Regions from separate parts of the Danio rerio genome. Here region 2 is linked to region 1. A link is a contact called in public Hi-C data. All regions are on one chromosome and are shown on one strand. The core of a region is the stretch at or near the end of the contact, and the rest is flanking DNA. Distances in the headings are between cores, read along the strand shown. Region 1 holds the start of slc44a1b (solute carrier family 44 member 1b). Region 2 holds the start of si:dkeyp-44a8.2.

What was found. Hi-C and Micro-C count contacts between places; a contact is called where the count stands out from the background.
Region 2: a contact with region 1 is called in a Hi-C map of hematopoietic stem cells, with 5 times the contacts expected there. The contact joins the promoter of si:dkeyp-44a8.2 here to the promoter of slc44a1b in region 1. A contact is called at or near these places in 3 of 18 Hi-C or Micro-C datasets (caudal fin, hematopoietic stem cells and an unstated tissue) and 2 of 4 datasets of contacts at active chromatin or transcription factors (caudal fin and embryo).

What each region holds. Positions count from the first base shown.
Region 1 is chr14:6,938,412-6,945,014 of GRCz12tu, forward strand. It overlaps slc44a1b (solute carrier family 44 member 1b), which reads right to left and starts at 3,779. Exons shown (of 14, transcript XM_073922502.1): 1 at 3,644-3,779.
Region 2 is chr14:7,143,343-7,149,945 of GRCz12tu, forward strand. si:dkeyp-44a8.2 reads left to right here and starts at 4,277. Exons shown (of 4, transcript XM_068213297.1): 1 at 4,277-4,484. All of the region lies in intron 15 of adam19b (ADAM metallopeptidase domain 19b), which reads left to right.

The DNA of each region.
Region 1 (6,603 bases), core at 2,529-5,028:
TTAAACTCTTTATATAAACTTTTTATATAAGTTCTGTGCTCTAAAATAAGTTTTTTTGACAATATAAGTGTGTTGTGTGCTGTGTATATTTATTTTGTATATATAAATACACACATACATGCATATATTTGAGAAAATGCTTATTTTTATAAAACATATGTGTATATGATAATTATTTTTTTATGGCAAGGTTGACATTTGCATGGAATTGCCCATATATATATATATATATATATATATATATATATTTATATATATACAGTGCATCCGGAAAGTATTTATTGCGCTTTACTTTTTCCACATTTATTTTAAGTTACAGCTATGTTCCAAAATGGATTCAATTTATTTATTTCCTCAAAACTCTACACACAATAATATGGAAGCCCGTTCCCACCACTGAATAATAATAATAATAATAATAATAATAATAATAATTGAAAACAATTATGAAAAATAAATAAATTATAAAGTCAGAATTCAGAGTTATTAAGTCAGAATTCTGAGTAATAAAGTCAGAATTCAAAGTTATAAAGTCAGAATTGCGAGTTTTTAAGTCAGAATTCTTAGTTATAGTCGCAATTCTGAGTTATTAATGCAGAATTCTAAGTTTTAAAATCAGAATTGCGAGTTATAAAGTCAGAATTGCGAGTTATAAAGTCAGAATTGCGAGTTATTAAGTCAGAATTGCGAGTTATAAATTCAATATTGAGAGTTATTAAGTCAGAATTGCGAGTTATAAATTCAATATTGAGAGTTATTAAGTCTAAATTGCGAGTTATAAATTCAATATTGAGAGTTATTAAGTCAGAATTGCGAGTTATTAAGTCCGAATTGCGAATTTTTCAGTCAGAATTGCGAGTTTTTCAGTCAGAATTGCGAGTTTTTCAGTCAGAATTGCGAGTTATTAAGTCAGAATTGCGAGTTATAATTTCAATATTGAGAGTTATTAAGTCAGAATTGCGAGTTGTTCAGTCAGAATTGCGAGTTATTAAGTCAGAATTGCGAGTTATAATTTCAATATTGAGAGTTATTAAGTCAGAATTGCGAGTTATTAAGTCTGAATTCCAAGTTATTAAGTCAGAATTGCGAGTTATAAAGTCAGAATTCTGAGTTCTAAAGTTAGAATTGCGAGTTTTAATGAGTTTCCTGTTTTGGCGATTGGACATAAATTAAGTGTTAAAGACTCTTTATTTGGGTTCTCTGCTTGTGATGTGGTATGGATTCACAGCCCAGTTTTTCCAATGAAGGCCAGGAGGACAGCTCTAAATTGAGCGCAAGTAGATTCTGTTTCCACTGATCATTCTTGAAATGTTTCAACAGCTTAATTGGACTTATATATATATATATATATATATATATATATATATATATATAATTTGAAAAGGCATACACCTGCCTATATAATGTCCCGGGGCTGATATGGATGCACTGTATCTATTCATTGTTGACTAATATGTATTCAATTATACAAGTGCAATTTGTATACTAGTAATTATTAGGTGCTAAAACTTTCTTTATACACTAGTAGTTATTTATTATTAAAAACTAGTGCCTAATTAGATACATTTTGAGAAAGTTAAGTTTCTTCAGCAATTATTCAATATATAAGTATGTACACACATATATAGACACACCAGTAGAAGTATTCTTACAGTATACACACATTGTCTAATCTAAGAGATTCTTAGTGTAAAGCTACAGTTTTAACTTGATGTTTTAAGTCATTTTAATTTCTGTAAGTTGAAACGACTAATAAAATTACTTAGATCCAACTAAAACATTTAAGGCAGCCACCGATTTATTGCAGTGTAGAAAATACCTGGCTGCCTTAAATGAGTATAACGATAACGGTGCTAAATTGATACTTTTAAAACAATACTGGTGAAAAAAATGGTGCCCGAACCCATCCTTTTAAACCACAGAGATATAGTGGATGACTAGAAAATATTTTATTCCACAAAATATACACATTTTAATTTTAACTGCATTAATCTATTTCTTTTGATCAGTTGTTTGTTAGCATGAATTTAAGATTTGCATTATGCAATTAACCTTACATTGGCTTACTACAAACCTGTTGAAAGGTTGTCATCAAAATGAAGGAACACCTTTTTTCTAGGGTTGGGACTTGTGACTACGTTTGCATGGACATCAGTAATCGAATTTTTTTGCCTTGATCTGAATAAGACAATAATATGATCAAGGTGTTTACATGAGTTGCTTTCTAAATGTTCCTTTCATAAACCCGTTTTACATGTTATAGCACATAATTTGATTAACGTCATTGCGTCACCACGATATCCACATTTCCTCCAGAATTTCATGTCATTTCAGGCGTTTCATTTTTTATTTGTTGACTTTAACTGCAGTTTGGCACTTTCGCTTTCATCCAGGAACATTTCATGTATGCCCCCCATGACAAACAAGATTTTGGATGTCAGTATGAACTGCTAGAAGAGTGTTGTTTTAATGGAATTTGATACCGCACGCCGAATGGGAGAAAAAAACCCTCTGCATTTCGCAGTCTGTGTGTGTCTGTGGAATCGATAAGAAAATAGTGTCAAATAGCCGTGTGTATAGACTATCCTGTCACAAAATGAGGCGAAAATCCTACACCACAGTAATAGTTTGATTAAGGTGTTTACATGTCTGTACTGCACTTTAATAATGTGACTAAAATAAATATACAACACATTTCTTAATCTGATTTCAGATAAACTATGATTTAAGTCAGATTGAGGTAATCAAAAATAGCTGTTTACATGGTTGACTGTTGTCTTAATCATATTAAAATCGATGCAAACATACTTACTGTCCAATCTAACATAAATTCTTAGTCTAAATCTACAGAGCGCTAAAAAACACTTAACTTGATGTTTACGTCATTGTTATTGATGTAAGTTGAAACAACTAATACAACTAATTAGATTCAACTTAAAAGTTAAAGGGAGCAACACATTTATTGCAGTGTAGGAAATACCTGGTTGCCTTAAATGAGTCATTTTAACTGAAATGAAATTAAACATTACATGATTAACTTGGTTTAATACATTAGGATTAACATAAAAACAAGTGTTGTCATAACTTATTGATCATTTATTGTTGATTTAAAAATCAAGTGATAAAATAAATAAGAAACTGAACTAAAACTGTAAATTTTTGTCACCATTTACTCCTTTTCCTTGTTCCAAACCAGTTTGAGTTTCTTTCTTCTGCCAAACGCAAAATAAGATATTCTGAAGAAAGCTGGAAACCTGTAACCACTGACTTCCACAGTATTTGTTTGGCAGCAGTCAATGGTTACAGCTTTCAGCATTCTTCAAAGTATCTTCATTTGAGTTTAACAGAATAAAGAAACTATGAACCACTTGAGGGAGACTAAAATAAGAGTATATTTTTAAGTGAAGTACCCATTTAACTCGTGCATGTGTAGAAATAACACCTTTTTCACCATTTCGAACTAAATAGCTGATCAGAAATGTCAGATAAAATCGAGCAGAAAGTATCATACTGTAACGTCAATACATTTGTTTCTGGGTAGGCCCATACGAGACAAACAAGCCAAACAGAAACTATCGAAAAACTTTTTCTTGAGTCTGTCTGTATTAAAATTGATCTATAACGTTTAATAAGAGTGTCTCACCTTTATCCAGCTGGACCTCGGGCGATAGGAGCCTGATCCTGACCGTCTCACCTCACTCATTTTCGGCGGTGTGCAGCATCACAGCGTCAGTGAGTGAGCAGTGAAGTCTCCACAGAACAGCTGCATTGTTTCCATTGTTCTCTGTAGTACCAGGGAGAGAGAGAACATAGTGACTTATTGTGTGCGTGTGTGTGTCACAGAGAGAGGGAGAGGGGGGAGAGAAAAGAGAAAGAAAATCCTCTCAGTTTACTGTAAACAACATTATATTGTGATTTTATTGTGAAAGCTGACTGTGCTTTAACGTGTCTGTCCACTAGAGGGTGATCGGACACAACGAATACACAAGACTCAAAACAAACACTTTTACGAGAATTCGGCTTTCGTTTTCACCACTGACGTAGACCAATTCAATTCTATTGAAGTTTATTTGGATAACAAACTTGGATAATAATTCACAATAATTATTGCTTGAAAGCAGCTTTACAAAAGTTGCACATCATACAGCATTGCAATCAAAATAAAAAAAAGTTATGGTTATTATTTACCATAACTTTATTAGTTACTAATAACTTTAACTAATTAACTATTAACTAGTTGACTAAGTAACTGTTAACCAGCTTTTAAAAGTTTAAGTTATTATATATAAACATAGCTGCAGTTAACTGTAAAAAAAAGTCAGGTTAACCCTGCTGAAAAAATCCAGCTTAAACCAGCCTAGGCTGGTTGGCTGGTTTTAGCTGGTTGACCAGGCTGGTTTTAGAGGGGTTTTTGCCATTTCCAGGCTGGTTTCCAGCCATTTCCAGCCTAGTCTTAGCTGGTCAGGCTGAAAAAGGACCAGCTAAATCCAGCTAAAACCAGCTTGACCAGCCTGGAAGTGACAGGCTGGAAATGGCTGGAAACCAGCCTGGAAATGGCCAAAACCCCTATAAAACCTGCCTGGTCGACCAGCTAAAACCAGCCAACCAGCCCAGGCTGGTTTAAGCTGTTTTTTTCAGTAGGGCCACACAATCGATTTGTGTTGAGACAACATAAAGGAATTAAGTTAACTTATTAGTTTTTACAAATTTAAGTGGATTAAACATAAAACAATTAAGTTGTTGCCCCAAAAACTGTAGTTCGTAGCAATGCATATTGTCTATCAAAAATTGAGTCTTCATATTACAGTAGGAAATTTACTAAATGTCTTCATGGAATATGATCTTTACTTAATATTCTAATGATGTTTGGTATAAATGATCGTTTCAATTAATGTATTTTAGGCTATTGCTAAACAATATACCTGCAACTTAAGGCACATTTTTAATTATATTTGAATCCATTTATTTAGGGAATCATGGTGGCGCAGTGGGTAGCATAATCGCCTCACAGCAAGGTCACTGGTTCGAGCCCCGGCTGGGACAGTTGGCATTTCTTTGTGGAGTTTGCATGTTGTCCCTGTGATCACGTGGGTTTCCTCCGGGTGCTCTGGTTTCCCCCACAGTCCAAAGACATGCGGTACAGGTGAATTGGTTAAGCTAAATATTCGTGTGTATGAATGAATGTGTATGGATGTTTCCCAGTGATGTGTTGCAGCGTAAAGGGCTTCCGCTGCATAAAACATATGCTGGATGAGTTGGCGGTTCATTCCGCTGTGGTGACCCTAGATTAATAGAGAGACTAAGCCGAAAAGAATATGAATGAATGAATAATTTTATTTATAGATATTTTTGTTACAATTTTTTTAATTTAAATGTTAAATATACTGGTTTAATTTATTATTAAATCTACAAAAAAATGTAATCGTTTGACGATATTCATTCATTCATTCATTCATTTTCTTGTCGTGGGGTCGCCACAGCGGAATGAACCGCCAACTTATCCAGCACATTTTTACGCAGCGGATCACCTTCCAGCCGCAACCCATCTCTGGGAAACATTTACAGACAAACATTACAGTTTTTTTTTATTAGTTTGTTTGTTTGTTTTGACTGTTGAAATCACAGCCGGGTTGTACTGCTTTAAAATCCAAAAAAAAAAAGAAACATGAGTATGTGACAAAAGAGAGATCAGGCAATGTATTGAAATCTGCATTTAACCCAAATAGCTGTCCATCTGCTGATCACATAGCAACATTTATTACAATATAGATTTCAATTAAAATATTCAACTAATTTCAAGTTTAATTTTTAATTTTTTCTCAAAAATTATTGTTTTAAAACATCTTTACAAAAGGTGCACATTATTGCATTACAATCAAATTCAAAACCGTATGATTAATAGGTACCATAGTTTTATTACTTACCAATTACTTTAATTAACTAATGACTGTTTACTGATCAGTTAAAGTTATTATATAGAAATGTTGTTATATAGTATATGGTGACGACGATATGTAGCTATTCACTTAATCAATTGTATTTTTAATTAATTGTTTCATGTTATTATGAGAATTCATTATTATCTATCTCTTTCCACGTGTATGTACTGTAAAAGCAAGGGTCATGACCACCATTATCTCCACAGCTGGGTGGAACATTTAATTTACTCCCCTACATTGTGTGTATGTGCAATATTCAGCAGTTTCAGCAAACATCTCATCTTATTATGCAGTAATTAAAGATTTTTAGAAGAGATCTTGAAGTCTCTTTCACATCTGCGGGAGGCTGTTTTTAGCTTTGGCCTCATAAACAAAGCAGGATTACTCCTTAAACTCGTGCAGCCTGAACTTTCCCCTTGAATGTGATGAAACAGCTTGACGTGTCGGTCACACACTTCCTTAGTCAGCATGTTTGCTCTGTTTCACTTGTTTTTAGTCTGTTTAAAGCCTGGATGTTTTTATTCTTGAATAAGATTGTTTAAGCTCAAGTGTAATTTCTTTTTTCTTTTGTAGTGTGTGCTTCTCATAATTATAGTCTTTTAAATTATACTCTGTTTACTGCATGCTACTAATACTTTAAGTCTGTGTGGATTGAAAATATACA
Region 2 (6,603 bases), core at 3,027-5,526, 210 kb after region 1:
AATTATTCATGTTATTATTATTATTATTATTATTATTATTATTATTATTAAGTAGTTTTTTTAAGTATATTATTAAGTCTACTTTTACAATTTGACACTTGTAACCACTGCAGAAAGTTCTAACCGGCATGTCCATGTCATATACAGTACAGATAATAAATAACCCACTATAAATTAAAATAATTAATGTATGCGTTTTGTTTTCACAAGCTTTGGAGACGTAATATAAATTCCGCTTTTAAATAATAGGTCACCTAAAGCTTTCGCTTGAGGCTGTGTTCAAAATGACATTAATGCTTTCAAAGTGCACTGCGAAGGGAGCACAATTGTAAACATGACGATCGCTAAAACTGAACTGTAAAAATAGTTTGAAGGCAAATTACACCTTTTTTTTTTATTTTATTTTTTATTTTTAATTATTCAAAGTTTAAATGTTAGAAGGTTCTAATTGAATTGGGTATAGGGGGGATAAGTGGGAATAGAACACAGCCAGGAACTACGTTTCAAACTACAGCTGCAGAGCTGTAGTTGCAAGCTATCAAGATTGCGACGCAGTTTGCAAATGTTCATAGGAGTGACGGATTTTGGATACGGCAAATCAACACACTATGCTTGTAACGACGGAACTTGCGACCTTTGTTGGCTAATGATGGCTTTGGGAAATGTACCCCAGAGCAGGAGTTTGGTTCGCATTGCCGGCAATAAGTTAGACTTGTTTCCAGTGAATGTTGGACTCCAGCAGGGGTGCTCTTCACCGGTTCACCGGTTCTGTTCATGATTGTTATTGACAGAATTTCTATGCGCAGCCTTGGGACGGAGGGTGTCCGGTTCGGGGACCACAGAATTTCATCTCTGTTATTCGCAGATGATGATGTTCTGTTGGCTTCATCCGACATGGACCTTCAGCATGCACTGGGGCTGCCAAGTGTGACGCGACTGGGATGAGAATCTGCACCTCCAAGTTCGAGGACATGGTGCTTCCCCAGAAAAAGGTAGTTTACCATCTTCAGGTTCGAGATTGGTGCTGCGGCAGCAGTAATACGGTCAATGTACCGGCCTGTTGAGCTGAGCCGAAAGGACAAGATCTTAGATACAGGCGGCCGAAATGAGTTTCTATTGCAGTGTGGTAGGGCGCACCCTTATAGATAATGTGAAGAACTCTGTCACTCAGGAGGAGCTCAGAGTACAGCCGCTGCTCCTCCACATCGAGAGAAGCCAGCTGAGTCGACTCTGGCATTTTCAGATGCCTCCTGGAGGCTTATCTAGGGAGGTGTTCCAGGCATGTCCCACCCGCAGGAGGCCTTGGGGGAGACCCAGGACATGCTGGAGTAACTATGTCTTTCGGTTGGACTCGAAACGCCTCAGGATCCCCCAGACGAGCTGGAGGAAATGTCTGATGAGAGGGAAGTCTGGAGTTCTCTCCTGAGACTGTTGCCCTTGTGACCCGGCCCCGGATAAACTGATAAAAATGAATGATAAATGAATGAATGTAATTTTATATTATTACATTTTTGTCATAAATTAGAATTCGTAAGACTTGATTTGACTTTGTTTTAGGTTCCAAAAAGAAGTTTCTGGAAAGAGCTGAGTTGCAGTGAAGCTCGCCGAGCGCTACATCAATCACCTCTGCACCTTTAAGACGTCTTTAAGAGTGACCAAACAACTGTGTCAAAGTGATGACCACATTACTGACCTGAACACAGAACGAAGGTCAGACTCTCACTTCAGTGTTTTGGGAGGTGCCGTTCCACTATTCCTGTGCCAAACAGTATGTTGCAGTTTCATTAGAGACCTCAGAGAAAAGAAAAAGAAAACTGGACGATGTATATGGCATTATTATACAATAACAGCATGGGTCACCCAAAAGAATATCTTGCTCCAGAATATGAAACCTTGATTCTTTTGCACGCATCACAATGTAGCTAAATCATATAAATAGTGAAAATCGTCTTCGTCTAGTCATGAACTAACTTGCACTGTTGGTACAATTTAGTTTAATACTATTGTAGAGCTGTACTTGGGGAATAAAAGTACTGGAGATTGTTTTCATAGCAATAATAGTCCAGAAACACAAACTGTATATACTGGGCTCTTTTTTAACCTTAAATTCTGTGTAGTCATATACTATTTATAGTATACTGTACTGTATATATGTTAATAAGATCAAGTAACCTGTCTCAAAGGGTGTTTGCAATTTTGCTGGATAAGAATCTGTTCATATTACTCATGGTGCTTTGGTTCTGAATTCCTAAACTGCCTTTTTTGATAACGCTTGATTAAAATGTTCTTTTCATGTTTTAAATAAGGGCATTAATTAACCCAGGGAATGTATTTAGGTTTAAATAACCTATAAAAATGTCAATCTTATTTTTTTTAATACATATTCTTTGTTTGTAAGTCATTTGGGGGGAAAACTCTGGACGATTATAATTTCTTCTTACATAATTTGTTTGGAGAACTATGACCGATGTACTTGATTTCTGTTTGTTTTTTTTATGTTGTTGTTGTTGAAAAGTTATTTATTCATAGTGTTGAATGCAACAGCGCCTTAAAATTGTTTTTTTTTCATGGATAAAACGGTTAAGAAAGAAAATATTGATCTGTTTTAAATGTGAAGGTGGATTGCTTTTGCAAATATCCGCATAGGGATCAGAAAAGAGTCACTTTAATTTAAATTCTGCTTAACTTTAATTTCTCATAAGTAAAGAGGTGGTCCTATGCAAAATATGATGCAATGCAGTGCCTTCCATGTCACATCATAAATAAATAAAAAATCCCATCTGTTAACATTGTTGTCATTTTTTTTTGTCTTAATAAATGCTTGAATTTGTGGAATTATTATTATTCTAGTTGATCATTTAATATCAGAAGTGGCTTATATGAAAGGCAAAGGCCTCTATTACGCTTATTTTACCAAAATAAAATACGATCATGCCTTGATTTTTAATAATTTAAGACAGTAAGGTCTGACTTTGCTTAGACAAAAGTCTTGTCACAAAACAGAAATAATGTACAGTATAAAATAAAGAGTCATGCTGCAGTGGAAAAAGTATTAATATTGTGTATGACTACCATGAGCTTGGAGGACTGCATCCATACATCTCTGCAATTACTCAAATAACTTATTAATAAAGTCATCTGGAATGGTAAAGAAAGCGTTCTTGCAGGACTCCCAGAGCTCATCAAGATTCTTTGGATTCATCTTTAATGCCTCCTCCATCTTATTCCAGACATGCTCAATAATGTTCATTTCTGGTGACTGGGCTGGCCAATCCTGGAGCACCTTGACCTTCTTTGCTTTCAGAAACTTTGATGTGGAGGCTGAAGTATGAGAAGGAGCGCTATCCTGCTGGAGAATTTGCCCTCACCTGTGGTTTGTAATGTAATGGGCAGCACTAATGTCTTGATACCTCAGGCTGTTGATGTTTTCATCCACTCTGCAGATCTCTCTCACGCCCCCATACTGAATGTAACCCCAAACCATGATTTTTCCTTCAACAAACTTGACTAATTTCTAGTGAGTATCTTGAGTCCATGCTGGTTCCAGTAGTAGGTTTTCTGCAGTATCTGTGATGATTGGAATGCAGCTCAACAGATGAATCATCAAAAAAAAAAAATTACCCTCTGCTACTTTTCCAAATGATCAACTAGAAGTCAAGCTATTATTTGTCGCTCTTACAACTGGGAACAAGGACAAGACTTTTGTCAGATTGTGTATACCATTGTATGAAATTTATAAGAACATAAAATCTCTAAAATATAATTACCTTAATGGGATAAACAGAATTGAAATAGCCTAAATATATGACTCATTATTGCTTAAAGCAGTCTAAATATATGAAATTCACAAATATATTTCCGACAAAGACCATCAAAACTGCATATCCCTCTGAAAATGTTTAACTCCACTTTTTTATCAACAAATCTCGGTCACAGATGTGTGTTAGATATGGCGAAAAAACAAAATATATTTTCCATAAAAAGGAAGACAAAGAAAAAACAAGACAATAACATTATAAAGTGTAGATGCATGAAGGACTTCAATTTTATATGGAAAATATCTAGTTTATATCCTCCACATGACGTGCTGGTCATTAATAGAAAATATGTGCATGACCATTCGTATTTTTTGTCATGAACTATATTTTATTTTCGTGCTCAGCCATCAAAACATACCATAAAACGTCCTTATGGTTTCATTGGGCTCTGCTGGAGGTGTGCCGGAAGTCAACGCCCTCATTCGCCAGCAAGAAGGGGACTTTTACTCTACAACCTTGAACTTCCTGTCCGTCATTTTGGCCGTACGCCTTGTTCTTGTTGTCCCTGATAATCGTACGTTCGCTTAAAAAAGGCCTTTAACCTAAAAATTTCGGTGATTTTCCGCCTTGATCAGCATATCAACAGCGAATATTTAATTTAATAATCATGGAGCAAATGGATGACCCCGCTGGATCGGATAATAAACGAGCTATAGCGCGGAAAAGGTGGGTTCTGTCTTGTAAACAACGGCCTGTTTATCAGCGCTCGAAGCTTCTAGTGCTTGGACTGCAGCCAGTTTAACATTAAATAGGACGTTTGACGTTCTGTAAATACAAATATACATTAGAAGAAATCGATTAATGTTGACATGCGCTATTATTATATTCCCTTTGGTGGTTTGTTGTTATATACGAGCAGTTAGCAAGGTGCGAACAGCTAACGTTGGATGATGTCAGACTGGTGATATGAATGCTAAGCTTTAGTGCTAAAACGCACTGAGATATCTTTAAAGTTGGTGTTTTATTCGCGCATTCGTTCAGTGACAACTTGTGACACGCTACCTATATTGTTTACCATGGTTACTTTGAACATTTGAAGTGTACACAGGACTTCAAAACAACATTAGCACTATTTAATTGACTGTGAACAATGTTGTACTGTGACAGTCTTTGGCTGCTAATATGATTTCACTATTTAGAATTTACAAAGAATACTTTTCAGAAGTAATTATTAAAGAGAAATTCCGACGAGTGTGTGAATATAAAACCAAATTTACCTCAATAAACGCACTAAGGAAACGTTAAAATTGGTTTTATATTTGCACATTCGTTCTGTGACAACTTGTGACACACACCTTATATTATTTACCATGGTACTTGAAGTGTACACAGGACTTCAAAACAACATTAGCTCTATTTAATTAATTGTGAATGTTGTAAATTACTGTGATAGTCTTTAGCTGCTAATATGATTTCACTATTTAGAATTTACAAAAATGCTTTTCTGAAATAATTATTTAGGAGAAAGTCATAAAAATGAGAATATAAAACAAAATTTACTTCAATAAAGGGTTTTATGTGCACACATTCGTTCATTTTTTTAAACGGTAGTAAGTTTTGACCATTAGGGTTGTGAAGTGGTCCCTGTTTGTTTACCAAGATTGTTTGAATACTGTCTGAAATCGCATGTAAATATGACTTAATAACAACATTACCACTATTTAATGGACTGTGAACAATGTTTTATTTAGATTGTCATTGGTACTATATGATATCCCTATTAAGAATTTGCAAACAATACTTTTCTGAAATTAGATTAAGGAGAAAGTCAGACTGTGAATATAACCTCAGCTTTACCCCAATCTAAAACACCGATTTATTGTTTTTTTCCAATATAGTTGATATCTGAGGTTCTTGGTATGGATTTTTGTTTCCCCTTTTTTATTGTGTAAGTTGTTTGGATGATGATAGATAAATGGTCAAGTTTCAAATCGTTTACATAAATACATTTTTATTAATAATTCATCATAGTGTTACCTAAATTCTTCTTTTCAATATAATTCTTTTCTTTGAGTATATTACCATTATTATAGTAATGTTTTTTCTCTTAATATTCTCATTGTTTTGTCTGCTGCAATTTGTTTCCACTTGCTTTTTTATTTTCCTTTTCTTCTTCTACTCTTTCTTTGCTTTCCTTTTTTACTTTCTTCTCTAATCTTCTATTTCTTCTTTTTCCTTTTCCTACTAATTATTATTATTATTTGTCCTCTACCTGAATTCCCAACCCCACCCCACCTCCTCACTATTTTCATTAATATTAGTACTTCTACTTTTGTTATCATTATTATTATTACTACTGTCCTGACTTGTCCTGTTATCTCCTCATTATCATTTTTACAAGTTTTTCTAAAACTGTCATTATTCAGGTTGCTGTAGTTGTTGTAGTAGTAGTCATAGTCGTAGTAGTGGTTATAGTTGGGTTATTTATTTATTTATTTATTTATTTTTTGAAGTAGTATTTGTAGTAGTAGATGTCGTTGGTATAGTGGTATCAGAGGTAGTGGATGTGTAGTAGTAGTAGTATTAGTAGTCGTTGTCGGTGTAGTAGTATCAGAAGTAGTAGACGTTAATGAAGATGTTGTAGTAGCAGGCATTGCTGTAGTAGTATCAGTAGTAGATGTAGTAGTCATTGTAATGGTATCAGTAGTTGTAGCAGACATTTTTGTAGTAGTAGTAGTGGTTGTGGCTGTAGTAGCAGTAGTAATAGCCATAACATTAGAAGCTCTCTGTAGTAGTAGTTATTGTAGTACTTTTGATTTATTCTTATTATTATCATTGTAGTGGT